Regions from separate parts of the Mus musculus genome. Here all the other regions are linked to region 1. Evidence: chromatin contacts called from public HiCAR-type and HiChIP or PLAC-seq data. All regions are on one chromosome and are shown on one strand. Each heading gives the region's core, a stretch centred on a gene start, on an enhancer-like site or on the middle of the called end of the contact. The rest is flanking DNA. Distances are from core to core; before and after follow the strand shown. Region 1 has its middle 7.0 kb from the start of Gm31202. Region 2 has its middle 250 kb from the start of Gm46220. Region 3 has its middle 66 kb from the start of Marcks. Region 4 has its middle 180 kb from the start of Gm31330.

Region 1 (3,478 bases), core at 379-2,878:
TGCCCACAGTGGGTTAGGTCCTCACAGACCAATCATTAATCATGAAAATGCCCCCTACAGACTCCTATAGGCCAATCTGGTGAATGCATTTTCTTAAATGAGGCTTCTTCTTCCCAAGTAAGCCTATCTTATATGAAGTTGACCAAAACCAAACCAAAACAAAACGGAACAAAATCAAATAAACAAACAAAACCTACCTAGCACACCTAAGCTACAAAGTGAGACACTGTTCCTAAAATAAACAAACAAAACTCACATGTTAATCTACTCTACCTGAGTAAATATACTCTCTGTCTCAGGCCTGAGCTACAGCCTTGGTAATAAGCCCTGAGCCATTCTTTAGCCTGCTGTGACTCCCTTTCCTGTGCACAAAACAGCAACAGTGCAGGAGGTTCTAAGATTTACCTTCCTGAACTAACTCAACAAAAAGGGGATGCTGAGTTCAGCACATGGTGTTCAGTATAAAGGTCTGCAAATGCGATCACTTTGGGGCTGTGGTTTTCATCAGACAAGCCGAGGTAACATTTTAATGTGATCATGTGCACATACCAGGGCCTGATTTTCCTAAATTGCTCTCCCTAAATGGAATTCCTTTACCAAAGCACAGACCCATTCCCCCGCCCCCCCAAGGGGCATACTAGTGTCGTTCTCCAATGAAACTCAATTCTGCACACATTAACTCCGAGGCAAGGCTCTAGTAAATCCACTTAAACCCTTCCATTTACTTATTGTGAAATTATTTGATTCCATATTTTCTATTTTAAAAGATCAGAATATGTGTAGCAGTGGGAGATAACTCCTTAGGCTTTTGACTTGTACATTCTCTCTTTCAGAGAGTGACTCGTTCATTTTGGTTAGATGCACGTTTATCATGATGCCGTTGGCTGAGTAAGACATAATGTTGATCATTTTGCTGATAATGTAAGGCTTAGAGAAGGCTAACACTTGTGCACATCTGCCTTCTCCAGCTCTTCCAACACTGTTAAAGAATGTCTTTTTAGTTGGATTTTTGAGATGTGTATTTAAAAAAAAAATCTGAGTAAACTTAATTTTTGGAATCTTTACAATGCTGACAGTGAGCATTTCCCTGCACACAGCCTTTAGTAGAGCAGCCAAGGTTGTCATGGTGAAATGGATCAGCGCTGTTTGCCAGGCAGCCCATGGAACTGCAGACAGGCTGTTGGTACAGAGCTAGCTACACAGGCCACCAGTTCATTATCTATAGCTGAATCTAGGTCACTGGGATTTGTTGATGCTGCAGCTGATCCTGAGGTACTTCTGTCTCCTTCAGTGTTCAAAAATGGCCCATGCACACTGGGTATCCCTTGTGGCTGCAAACACTGCAGGCTTAGATCCTCTCCTTCTGCACGATAAGTGTTAGTCTTTGCATTTAATTAAAAACTCTCAACCGTTTAAGCTGGAAAACATCACAGGTTTGCCTACCTCCGTGTGTGCCTCTGTGTGTGTGTATGTGTGTGTCTGTATGTGCATTCATGTACGCAAAACTTGACATGGAGATATCACACTGGAGCCTGCATTTCTCTTATTAAAATGCACATTCCAGAGGCATGAGCTCAATATTACAATCACATTCCTCTGTGAATGTAAACATTAGCCAGCAGCAAAGCTTGGCAGCTCTTAAAAATGAAGAGTGCTCAGGCTTTCCTCCATCCACAGCATGTGCCGTTTTCTCCCTAGGTACATAGTTTCACTGTGTTTGTGGTGGTGTATCTCAAATGGTAGGATTGTGGTGGTCTGGGCACGTGGTCAAAGACCAGAGCAGAAAGGCTTCAATATCTTTTCCCATTCACTGGTGCTGCTGACTGTGCTCTCCCATGATTGTCCTGCTATGTAGATCAGGCTGACCTCAAATGAACAGAAATCTTGACTGTGCCACTCAATGGGATTAAAGTCACGAACCACCATCCTTGGCTACCATGGATTTTCAAATAAAGCAGTGGAAATGACCTTTTTTTTTTTTTTTTCTGTTTTGTTTTAAAGCAATGTCAGGAATGGAGGTACATGCCTATAATCCCAGCATTCTAGCAGCTACGGCAGGAGGATTGTATGTTCAAGATTAGACTACACTGTCTGGTAAGAACCTATAGTGGTGTGTATTGCAGGAAACATTAAAAGAGAACAAGTTTTCGCACTAAGTCCGGCTACTCTCTACCCCGCCAACCCCACTGCCTCCATGGCTAGCCCCATGCAGCAATTGATTGCAGTCTTCCTAGCTCCAGTTCGCTTGCCTCAGTGGCTTGTTCCTAAAACCACAAACCCCTATGGTCTGTGGTACCATATTCCAGTAACACAGTAAAACAAAAGTCTTGAAGCTTATAATTAACCAGTAAGATTTATATATCAATAAATTCTCAATTCACAAGATGGCCACACAATAATTTCTGTGCCAATTGATACTGATACAAGCTGCCCACCTAGATTAGTCAAGTTACCCCAATTATTTTATCCCAATATAGTAGCATATCTACCCATGGCTATTCAAAGCCATGATGGTTCTGCATCATCCTGTCCATAGATCTTGCTTCCTGTCTCTCCCTCCATCCCATCTCTCAACTCTTAGCTATACCTCCCTTTTCCCTGTCCAATCACAGGCCTCCTGCTGCACTAAAATTTTAATGTAATTGGAGAGGGAAAATCCTGCCACAGGTTTGACTCAGAAAAGTCCCCATAGGCTCATGTATTTGAATGTTTGGTTCCCAGTCAGTGGAACTGTTTGGGAAGCATTAGGAGTTATGGCCTTGTTGGAAGAAGTGTGTCACTGGAGGTGGACTCTGGGGCTTCAAAAGCCCACTTCATGTCTCTCTCTCTCTCTCTCTCTCTCTCTCTCTCTCTCTCTCTCTCTCTCTCTTTCTCTCCATCTTGTGAATCAGATGCAAGTGCTCTGCTACTGCTCCAGCACATGCCTGCCTGCCTCCCTACCATGATGAACATAGTCTAACCCTCTGAGATTGTAAGCAAACTCTCAATTAAATGCTTTCTTTGATAAGTTGCCTTAGTCATGTTGTCTCTTCATAGCAATTGTAACCTAAAGACAGAGTCTATCAATCAATCAATCAATAATAAACAAAGGAGTGAATAGATAAGGCCATGAACTATATTTTGAAATAAAATCTTCCTAGACATTGTTATTTTTATGATCCTTTTCTTCCCATTTGGGTTGGGTTTCCCATGTGAAGTAAGTTACTTGATATTGAGCAATCTGTTTTTATTTAGATTGTACCATTTGAGTTAATATTTCCAGCTTCTCAGGTGAAAGAATGTATATACTCAGATCCTAGCAAGTCACCAGCCTTGCACTGTGAGTCTTTTGTTAATTTAGGTAGAGAGGGAAAAGCAAAGCCTTTCATCTCTACAACATTAAGATTGTGGCATAGGAAGATTTATTCCATGGGAAAGCTGAAGGAAATGGGGCCCGAATGAAAAGATTAACCTTGCTATGAAGACACAGGAGAAAGTG
Region 2 (3,478 bases), core at 697-3,196, 460 kb before region 1:
AATAGCCTTGCTGGATTCTGTGTGCCACTCGTGGCAGGCTCTGATGTTTAAGGAGACTTCTGCTTTTCCACTGCACTGTATCTCCTGTTTTTAGGTCAAGATGTGCTCTTGCAATTGTTCCAGCTACTCTGCTTTTTCTCCATCATCAAGAACTTTACCCCTGAATTCATGAGCCCAACTTAGTGCTGTCTTGTAGAAGTTGCCTTGGTCATTGTGATTTATCACAGAAATATGAAATTATCTAATATGCAGAAGAAAAACCCACAAGCATCATTTCTGTATAGCTATGAAAATAGACTTGACCTTACAGACAAGGGCTGCAGGATCTATACGGACTATGAATTATATTTGGAGAGTTCTGTACCTTACAGAATGCTTGTTTCTTCTGCTAATTTCTAATATGGTATTCCTAAATGTAAAGTTATTCAGTGGATAATATTTTACTGAAAACTATTTAAAATCTTCAGAAGTACTGGATAGAAGTTTGATAGACAAGTTCATTACATAGTTTTATTTGTAACAAAAATCAAGTGTGTGCTGGGCATGGTGGCACACACCTTTAATCCCAGCACTTGGGAGGCAGAGGCAGGCAGATTTCTGAGTTTGAGGCCAGCCTGGTCTACAAAGTGAGTTCCAGAACAGCCAGGGATATACAGAGAAACCCTGTCTCGAAAAAAAAAAATTAAAAATTAAAAAAATTTTAAAAAAATCAAGTGTGCCTAGGGCACTTTTACATAAAGAATACCATGTTATCCTACCAAACTTTCTGGGCAGAAACATAAAAACTCTGACTGTTTAAAGTGGGAACAAAAAAAAAGTAATTAAAGTTTAAAAAAGTAATAAAAATTACATAGAAACTTATATATGGGATCCTAAACTGATAGAATTAGTGCCCTTTTAGTAAGTGACCCAAGTGTGGTGGCACACTATAGTCCCAGCTATTCAGGAGACAAAGCTAGGAAGATAGCTCTGGCCCAGGTGATTAATGATGGGCCACATAGCAAAATGCTTTCAAAAAATAAACAGATTAGTAAGTAGATGCTATAAAGCCAGATATAACACAGAGAAAAAATGCATTGTTCTACAAGCCAAGAATCTATTACCAGAAACCAACTGTGTCAGGTCTTAATGAAGTATATCCAGCCAAGAGCATCACAAGAAAACAAACGTCTGTTGTTTAAGCCATTCCAGAGGATGGCACTTTGTTGTGGCAATCTAAGCAAGAGCCCTGATACAGCACTTATTTTATAATTGATGAAAACTCAATCACAGCCCTAGATTTCACACTCAAAACACAATAAAGAATTGTGGACTTGAATGAAAGACATGCTTTGAAGAAATGCTCAAGTTCAGAAATGTAACGTAACACAGTGGTATACTTTATTTACCTGAAGGTTCAACTCTAATGTTAGGAAGTTAGATTTATTGTTGCTTTCTTAATAACCCAGTCATCTCACGTGTAAAAGCATATTGCATTCAAGTGTCTGGGGCTATTTTCAGGAATCAATACTTGTTCCTTAGCAGTTGCACAGTAGCAGACAATTGCATAAAGAAGCTGTCTGTCTTTATTTACACAATGTATTTTTGTATTCACTAGGCCAGAAAGAATAGTTCTGTGTAGCAGCTGCCATTGTATTTTCTGCTTATCTCAGTCCTGTCTGCCACTGTTATAATTCACCAGCTGACACCCGCCTTGGCAGAAACCACGGGCAGTAATTTCATGCCAAGCAACAACGAAGCTCTGAACTCTGACACAATTCATCTTAGTTCTAGTTAGTAAAGGGGATTCTTTGGATCTTCCCCCACTTCTGTTGAAGCATTTGTGGCTGTAAAGGGGGAGGGGAGGGGGAGGGAGAGAAGATGGGGGATGCAATGGAAATGTACACTGGGGAACAGTTGCTGCTCTGTCTGGAGCAGGGGAACAGTGTCACTGGAAGACAGAGTCACTTGTGAGGGATGAAGACTGGATGTCCAGATAATGACATTCCTGCTTGTTTGGTTTTACAGAGTTGGAAGGATATGAGAGCACATTTGGTCTCCAAAAATACACTACTGTTCAACTCAAATGATTTGGAGGTTCAAAGTGTAATTTCTGGCACTTTCTGATTTAGGAAGCTTGAATTCAGGCATGAAGGCACTTGATTGTAACCATAAAAAATAGCCTTGTTTTGGTTGTGAATGCTTGATAAATAAAATGGAAAACTGCACGTCTTCAAGTTAATTTCTATACTCCCAATGGCCGTGGTTCACGTGGGTTTCATTGCAAGCAGATTAATTTTTAGTCTGAAAATCACCAGTAGCCAGCCAATCACATTTCGAAATCATGCCTTTTAGAAGTTTTGAAATATATTTTTAAAGCACACGTCAGAATCCCCTAGGTTTCCCACAATCTACTGAGAGTAAGAACCGTACTTTCCACACCATTTCCTGATAACTTCATGTGACACACAGTACCACATGAATTGCAGAAGTGAGATGACAGACTAGGTAACCACTCTTTTAAATGTCACCTTGGCCTCAGGTACCCTCTCATGTCAGCCAAACATAAATATCAGGCTAGAACTGTGATGGTATGGCTTTGTATTTCCCCCTTTAAATTCTGTGTATATACAGAGAGAGAGACTGATTAAAAGAAACTCTAATGAGGATATTGCTTCAAATCTCACTCAACTTTCTATCCTCTCACTGATGAATCTTAGCAAACTGAGGAGCCAGTTCTGTTGACAGCATTTTGAAAAAGAAAGCATAAGGGTCACATTTGATTACACTCCTGCTATTTCACTAATGACACGGCAGAGAAAACATTGTATTCAGCCGGATTTCATGTCTCAATACTACCTGGTGATGCTAATTAAATGAAAAAGAATAATTCATCAAAATTTAAAATAAAATTGCATCATGTCATTTATCTCTAGAGAAACAATGGGTCAAAATCATTGATGGCCAAAAAGAAGATTATTTTCGTATGTTTTGCTGATCACAGTTTTTACATCACAGCTTTCAACAAAGTCAGATTCTCCTAATGAAGCATATTTTCAAGAAGCAACTGAAAGATGTGTTCTCTTGAAAAGCTAATTTCTGTCTTGATACACATAAACTGAGGGGTCTTGTGTTCTCTAAAGGAGAGGAAAACCTTTATCAAAATTATAAAAAAAGATATCAGCTAAATAAACTCAGTAAGATCTCAAAAACTTTGTAGGATTTAGCTAATTAACTTAAATCAGTTGATATGTCTGATCAAAAATGATAGCTATGAAGAGGACAGATTGGAACTTGCAAGATAGCCAACTAGACCAACTCATAGTGTCTGATAGACCAAGTCAAGACCTTAAATTAAAAGAGATAGGCTCAAATTTCCATCTTAAGCCAGCCGCCAGAGAGAGATGAAGAGGCTGGTCTTCTGATTAGGAAAAGATCAGTAAATGGATGGTTCCTCACTGACATCTCTCAGATATGGCCTCCATGGCAATGTGGGAAA
Region 3 (3,478 bases), core at 713-3,212, 280 kb after region 1:
CTTATACCTTTAAATTCTGCTTGGCTTGTTGGTGCAGTTCAAACTGCAGTCTCTTCAGCTGTCCCATTCCCCAGTATGGCTCTGTCCTCTGAATCCCCTGGCCTTTAGCATCAGTAACCTACTTCAAAGAGGTTTTCGTCGATGGTTGTTGAGCACGGACTCTTACATTTGGGAGGATGTTCTTAGACATGATATAAGACATGACCACAGTCATCTAGAAAAGAAATCAGTGTAGAGACAGTGGGAGAAAGAGTATGAAAAGACGGAGAGAGTTATTCTGCCTGAAGTGCATTGTCCAGAAGATGGAGAGGTCTTCAACTGGATCTTATGCCAAGTGGCTGTTTAATAATTTGTTTTGTGGAAACAGAGATCTCCTAAACTTTCTTGAGAAAAAAATTAATATGGACAAGACTCTGTTTCCTGAAAATTCGTCTGGAGGCTAGAGGTGCAGTTCAGTTACAGAATGTGCTTGGCGTATGTGAGGAACTAGGATTGGTCCCCAGCACACATGAACACACATTTGAATGTGAAGCTCAGTGAGTTGTGTTTAAGTGACAGATAGAGGTTATCAACATGGATAGAGGCCGTAAAGAAGAAATGATCATGGCTGTCCTGGCGAAAAGCAGTAGATCCTAGAACCCAGCTATTGCAATGGGAAATGGATGAAAAGGAGTCAACTTAAGACATGCCCAGGAGTTGATATGACTCAGAAACACTGGCATTCCATATTTGTATGCATGTCAGATCTTATTGCAAAACCCCAACCCTTGATCATGTGTAAACAAAATAAATAATTCCATAGAATGTTTTTAAAAAGACCCACACATTTGGAAAAAATTTTTTAAATTGAATCTATAATTTGGGGTACATAGGCTCAGCAATTTTTTTTGGAGCATTTATAATCATTTCTAGGATTTGTTTTGGCTTTATTTTCTTGAGACGAGGTCATGCAATGTGGCTCTAGACCTCACTATGCAAAATAGCTGTGATTGTCTGGCACTTTTTTTTAAATGTAGATTTCTTTTATTAATAATTTGTGATGGTTTCTTTGGTTACCAAAAGTAATTCTAATCTGGTTGAATTTAACACACACACATACACAAACACACAACACACCCTTTAATCTCATCTTGAAACATTTAGTGATCCACCTCATTCAATCTCTATAGTCAATGTGAAAAGAAAAAAAAGTGAACATACATACCATGACATGTTTTCACAAAAACCCATTTCACTATTTGTGGGCCATAAAACAGTCAAATACATTTAAATGACGTCTAGGTGACTGCACCACAGCTGTACTGATAACTAGATAACCAACCCAGTTAGAACCAGCCAACTCTCCTTTGCATCATCCCTTGCTTTGATCATGTCTGCTGAAAGGAGGGAGCCTGTTGGCCTCATGGAAATACATTAAAGCCAAATCTCCTGGTTTCCATTTCCAGAGGTTTCCTTCGGGTAGATCAAGCCTTTGCTTACAAAGCAAGCCTGAGTTTGTGGTTGCTGATATTAAAGTTCTTCCGGCCTGTCTCCTAAGTGCTGGGTTTACAGGTGTGAGCCTCCCAGCTCAGTATTGTAGACATTTCCAATATACTCATATTCCTTTTTAACTTTTTCACTTACACATCCCTCTAACACAGTGGTTTTCAGTCTTTCTAATGCTAGCACCATTTCATGCAGTTCTTCATGTTGTAGTGACTCTCAGCCATAAAATTATTTTCATTGCTACTTCATAACTAATTTTGCTACCATTAAGAATTATAATGTAAATATCTGATATGCAGACTATCTGGTATGCGATCCCTGTGAAAGAATTGCTTGGCCCCAAAGGGTTCGAGATCCTCAGTTTGAGAACCGCTGCTCTAGTGTATGAGGAGCACAAGAAGATCGGGTAAACAGTCCTGGGAAATTGCTATTTGCAGGCCTTAAAAGCTTTCAGAGGCTGATGGAGAAGCTGTAGGGTTTTTAATCTATGTGCTCCCCCTAGTGGTCAAGCCAGTCTTTGACAATTTCTCCAGTATGCTCCGTTTTATATTGAAATAATTGCAATGAATTAACTCTAAATGTATTTACACTTTAGCATTTTCTCTTGCTTTCTCCTGAATAGACTCCATGAGATTCATGATGAGCCTCACATGCTATTATTGTCATAATTTGTAATTATCAGTTTTCAGTGGTGTTTATTGAATTTCAGATTACACCAAAATGTAATTATCACCTAGTATGTATGAGCTAAGTCACGATGACTGCTCCAAGAAAGTGAGACGAGCAGTTCTCACTATAAAGTGCGTTCATTGATGAACCCACAGGCTTTAAAAATGACTTTTAAAATGTGAATGTTTCATCATAATCCCATCATGCTTTTCAGGAAGAAGTCACCCTAGGCACAGTCCTCTAACGTCACCTCCAAGTCCCTATCTGTCAGTGTTCTATTGAGCTGAAGGAACTCCATGACCATGGCAACACTTATAAAGAAAAAATTTAATTGAAGGAGGCTTACAGTTCAGAGGTTTAGTCCATTATCGTCACGGTGTGAAACATGGCGGTGTGTAGGCAGACATGACGCTGGGAAAGGAACTGAGAGAATTCTACATCTGTGTCCTCAGGCAGGAGGAAGAGAGAGAACTTCTGCCCCTGGTACTGTTTAGAGCCTCCGAAACCTCAAAGCCCATCCCTAGTGACACACTTCCAGTTAGGCCACACCTACTCCAACAAGGCCACTTGTCCTAATCTTTTCAAATAATGCCACTCCCTATGAGCCTGTGGGAGCCATTTTCATTCAAACCACCACACCTTCTAAGACAGGGCCAAGTATTACAGGAGAGGAAGGAGTGAAAAGAAAGATCAATTGAGTGCCATACATGTCAGGCTTCATATTTTATACCTGGTTTCTCATTTAAAACCCTAAATGCTATTCCATTCCTTATCTACACACACACACACACACACACACACACACACACACACACACACACACCACACATATACCACATACACATAAACACATTCCACACACATCACATATGCACACTCACACATACTACATATACACACATACCATGCATATCATATAAATACCACAAACACACACACTGCTTAATCTCTTACAAGTCACAATAAGGCAGAGTGATGAAATAGACCCCAGTTCTATAGATTCAAATAGGAGAACTAAAAGCTGAATACTGTTTGTTCCCTTTGAGTCAGAGGCCTGAACACCCAGGGCGCCCATCTTCAGAGGAAGAACATGGCAGGCTTCACCTTCTGAGGAGGGGATTCCCTCCCCCAGTTGAAAATGAGGAGTCAGCCATGTGGAGGAACATCACCAGTGAAGGCTAGAGCTGTCTATCAGAACCAATAGCACTTCAGGGTTGCAAATGTGAACGATTAACAGCCCAAAGACATTCAAAGACTACCAGAAGACAGTGGGGCCTCAGGGCCTGCATCTCTGACCTGTCTTTCTTTATTGGGGGACATAGCT
Region 4 (3,478 bases), core at 421-2,920, 260 kb before region 1:
GGCACAGAAGACTGTATACAGATGTGCAAGCTCCTTACACTCTACCCAGCATGTGTGAAAAGAAGACAACCTCAATATGGACTTTTCTGAGGCGCTTCATATGCAGGGAGGGCCCTGCCACACTTGCCTTAAGGTCAGCTGCTGTGGGGCGAGGAGGTATAGAGCCTTCCTGAGGCTGTGTCCCAGAGCACTCAGGAGAGAGAGGGACCCTATGGCTCCTGATTACAGTTCTTAGCTGTAATCATCCAATTACACCCTTTTATGTTCTATTTTGCTGCATCTGAAAGGGCCCCTGAGGAGGGGGGTGAATCTGGATATCTAATAGCTACTTTAACCTGGAGGTAAGCTGCTAAAAATAGTCCCACTATCTGTGGGCGGGCTTCCAAGGAATGCTTGAGTGTAGAGCAGGGCAGCATTCTGCCAATCAACCTCTTGTCTCAATCACTTGGCCACACTGCTGTCAGATCCCAGCGCGTGGGTCTTATTTGTTCCAAGTGCCACAAAAGTACAGGACCTAGAAGGGAATAGAGGTAATTAAAGCAGAGTTGACGATGAATCCTGGATATCAGAGGGTACATTTAAGTCACGTTAAAAATCTAGAACTGACATTTCACACCGCTATCATACCATGACTCCAAAGAACTCTTTCCCAGTGAAAGAGATTATTTCTAGAGTCCCCTGCTCTTAAAAGGGGTTGTGTATTATTTTATCCCTTAAGTTGGAGATGCAGAGAAGCCTTTTCTCTCCTCATAAAAGTAGATAATCTGGTGAAAGCCTTTCTAGGAGAGAGATGGGTGCTCCTGGTGACACTGAAGCACACCAGCACAGAAGATGGCTCAGCTACTGCTGTGTTTCTTACAAAGGGCATAGACAAAGGTTGCTTGGGATGAATTTTCCTTGTCAGAAATTTTGAATCTGGCATTTTCCTTGAGTTTAAATGTTATATTAATAAACGGTGAATATAATTTAATGCCACTGGTATTTTCTAATTTAAATTGAAGTCAGTTATTAAAAGGTCAAGCATTACCAATGCTTCTTAGGGGAGAATATGACAGAAATGAAATTCAATGTATACTTCCTTCGAAAATTGGTACCTACCTTTAGTTAGCATCAAGGAAAAAAGGATTAAATTCTAAAGCAGAATTACTAATTTCCGTTGAACTTTTTTGGAATAGATGAAAATATAACTTTACTCAGCATTAAGATAGGAGCATGATTATTCATCTATTAGACATACAAATGAAGCATGTATGGTTTTTGTTTTTCTTAATCTAACTTAGCTATTAATTAAATATTAACTAGAGACATTTTGGAAAGATTTTTTTCCCCTGTTTTACTTTTGACAAAACAGATTGTGAACTTAATTAAGAGCATGCCTATGGAAGTAAATCTATAACAACTGTTTTGTCGTGGAGAAATAAATACCTTTACATGCAGTAGACAGCAGGATTTTGAAGAGGGAATTGATTACACTTGGACTTCAGTTTTGTTTCAAATTGTTTATTTCTCTAAAGATGGGGGTGGGATCCTGACAAAAATTTTTCAGTGGGATGTTAATGAATCATTTGTGGTCAGGTTCACAGACAAAAGCCCTTTATTGGCCTGAGTTGGGTCAGATTTCCAGACTTTCTTTACCCTCTCTCATCTGGGGAAGACAAAACAAGGCAGAGGAGGGGCTTTTCCAGGCCACAGCTCTGCAAGGTTTCTGACTAGGAGCCTGCAATCAAGAAAGCAGCTTCAAGGCTGGATCTGTTTCCTGGCTCACCAGGAATCTTGTGACACGCACATTCAATCTTTATTTGTTTAAGGCACACCATTCTTGGCTTGTTTAAATATCCTACCAGAGCAGAAAAGCAAGTCACCAGTTCTGGGCCTCAGAATTGGTCTGCTTCTGTAGTAGCTCTGACCTCAGGAGACATGTGACAGGCCAGGTCCTGGAGAATGATTGCTAAAGAGGGCCTTTCCTACTGACTATTAAATCTAAAGATACCTCAACTCTGTGTGTGTGTGTGTGTGTGTGTGTGTGTGTGTGTGCGCGCGCATGGGCACATACTTTATACAGAGTTGTCATGTTATTAAAGTAAAGTCCAACAAATGATTAAAGGTCAGATGTCAAACATTTGGCAGAGATCTTTATGTTCTTTTACATCAATTGTTCCCCCATAAACCTAAAATGTGACCACTCAAGTACATGTTGTTAAAGCAGGATATTGAGCTTAGCATATTGTGAAAGAATTGCAAAATAGCCTTGGTGAAATTCAGAAATTCTTTCACATATTTACTTCTTAAATAAGATGGAGCTTTTATTTTCATCCTTTCTAGGAATAATTCACTTAGCAATAATACAACTTTATATATACAAGAAGTGGCATACATTTATGTAACTACATAAAGTGGCATATATATATTTTCATGAAATTACTTTTAAAATATTTGAAGTAGGAATATGTCCCCAAATCCCTATGACCTGAAAGAGCTTTAGTGTGAAAGGAATCCAAGCACCTGAATGTATCATGACTTTAATTTTATATTTTAAGTCGTTGCCTAAAAGAAAAAGGGAAAAGAAAAAGAAAAAAATCCAGACACTAACTAATATTCACACATTTTATGTATTAGCCTAAGACAGTTGCTCAGATCCATTGTTCTTCAGCTGGGCAAGGAGACCTGGTGGCCAGGCTTCCAGATCCAGAGCAGGCTTGTTGGTGCTCTGACATTGATTGCACCTCTACAAAGATGATTCTGTCTCACTCCCGCTGCTTTTTGATCACCACATCTGTAAAATACAAATAAGCAAACTTCACTGAAAACAGAAAACATGATCCAATGTCATGTCGTCTCCCAGGAGCCAGTGAATCTGTTAATTTGTAACTAAGCTGCATTGAAATTTTCATTCCTGAGGGGGAAAAGAACAATAAAAATAAATAATAAAACTCACCAAAACAGCCATGGCTAACAAAAAGGGGCAGCTGGCTGCCTCTTATCTCCTTTCATATGACTTCTCCAAAACAACTGGGATTGTATACCACTTGGTAATGCTTAGCCTTATTGTCATTTGACTGCATATAAAGCATCAACATTGGTGGAGGTGATATAAAAACAATCATAAAAGAAATCTGTTCTTTTGATTTTATGCTGATGTTCAAATTCAAGTTCCCTACCAATTTCAATATTCCTTGTTTTCTGCCTACAGTTACCATCACATAAAATATACTCACTCAGTAAAGTGATGTGTAGAAATTCACAATTCTTTCATTACTTATTCTTAGATATCAACAGTCTTTCAAGTTTTAGGAAAAAGAAATGGTCAATGATAATCAAATGTATTAAAGTATCATATTAATTTACTTTAAACAGACCAAATAGAATGTCAGCCTTTAGCCAGAGAATTTATAGTAATCTTTGAAATACCAAAGTTTTGAGCATCTCTACTTTCCTTTGTTCTCCCTGTATCCAGGGATGGAGAGATGTCTCAGTGGTT

The links. HiCAR-type assays count read pairs that join an accessible place to other places. HiChIP or PLAC-seq counts read pairs in DNA pulled down with a chosen protein or histone mark.
Region 2: a HiCAR-type map of astrocytes shows a contact between it and region 1, with 2.3 times the contacts expected there. The contact joins two enhancer-like sites. A contact is called at or near these places in 3 of 484 Hi-C or Micro-C datasets (B cells, adipose-derived mesenchymal stem cells and bone marrow-derived dendritic cells) and 1 of 115 datasets of contacts at active chromatin or transcription factors (astrocytes).
Region 3: an H3K27ac HiChIP or PLAC-seq map of neural progenitor cells shows a contact between it and region 1, with 4 times the contacts expected there. The contact joins two enhancer-like sites. A contact is called at or near these places in 1 of 15 datasets of contacts at CTCF or cohesin (the NIH/3T3 cell line), 8 of 484 Hi-C or Micro-C datasets (CD4 T cells, bone marrow-derived macrophages, cerebral cortex and 5 more) and 4 of 115 datasets of contacts at active chromatin or transcription factors (fibro-adipogenic progenitors, microglia, neural progenitor cells and 1 more).
Region 4: an HNF4G HiChIP or PLAC-seq map of pancreatic cancer cells shows a contact between it and region 1. The contact joins two enhancer-like sites. A contact is called at or near these places in 1 of 15 datasets of contacts at CTCF or cohesin (the NIH/3T3 cell line), 2 of 484 Hi-C or Micro-C datasets (3T3-L1-derived adipocytes and embryonic fibroblasts) and 2 of 115 datasets of contacts at active chromatin or transcription factors (bone marrow-derived dendritic cells and pancreatic cancer cells).

The regions. Positions count from the first base shown.
Region 1 is chr10:37,355,576-37,359,053 of GRCm38.p6, reverse strand. No RefSeq gene overlaps it. Among named protein-coding and RNA genes, the nearest start is that of Gm31202, 7.0 kb to the left of the region's middle. Within about 2 kb of position 1,628, at least 103 of the 459 cell types and tissues checked have an H3K27ac peak or open chromatin away from gene starts, as enhancers often do. A contact at or near this core is called in the NIH/3T3 cell line, astrocytes, embryonic fibroblasts and 2 more, where this site is marked.
Region 2 is chr10:37,810,944-37,814,421 of GRCm38.p6, reverse strand. No RefSeq gene overlaps it. Among named protein-coding and RNA genes, the nearest start is that of Gm46220, 250 kb to the left of the region's middle. Within about 2 kb of position 1,946, at least 59 of the 459 cell types and tissues checked have an H3K27ac peak or open chromatin away from gene starts, as enhancers often do. A contact at or near this core is called in astrocytes, where this site is marked.
Region 3 is chr10:37,071,500-37,074,977 of GRCm38.p6, reverse strand. No RefSeq gene overlaps it. Among named protein-coding and RNA genes, the nearest start is that of Marcks, 66 kb to the left of the region's middle. Within about 2 kb of position 1,962, at least 19 of the 459 cell types and tissues checked have an H3K27ac peak or open chromatin away from gene starts, as enhancers often do. A contact at or near this core is called in neural progenitor cells, where this site is marked.
Region 4 is chr10:37,614,818-37,618,295 of GRCm38.p6, reverse strand. No RefSeq gene overlaps it. Among named protein-coding and RNA genes, the nearest start is that of Gm31330, 180 kb to the right of the region's middle. Within about 2 kb of position 1,670, at least 60 of the 459 cell types and tissues checked have an H3K27ac peak or open chromatin away from gene starts, as enhancers often do. A contact at or near this core is called in the NIH/3T3 cell line, embryonic fibroblasts and pancreatic cancer cells, where this site is marked.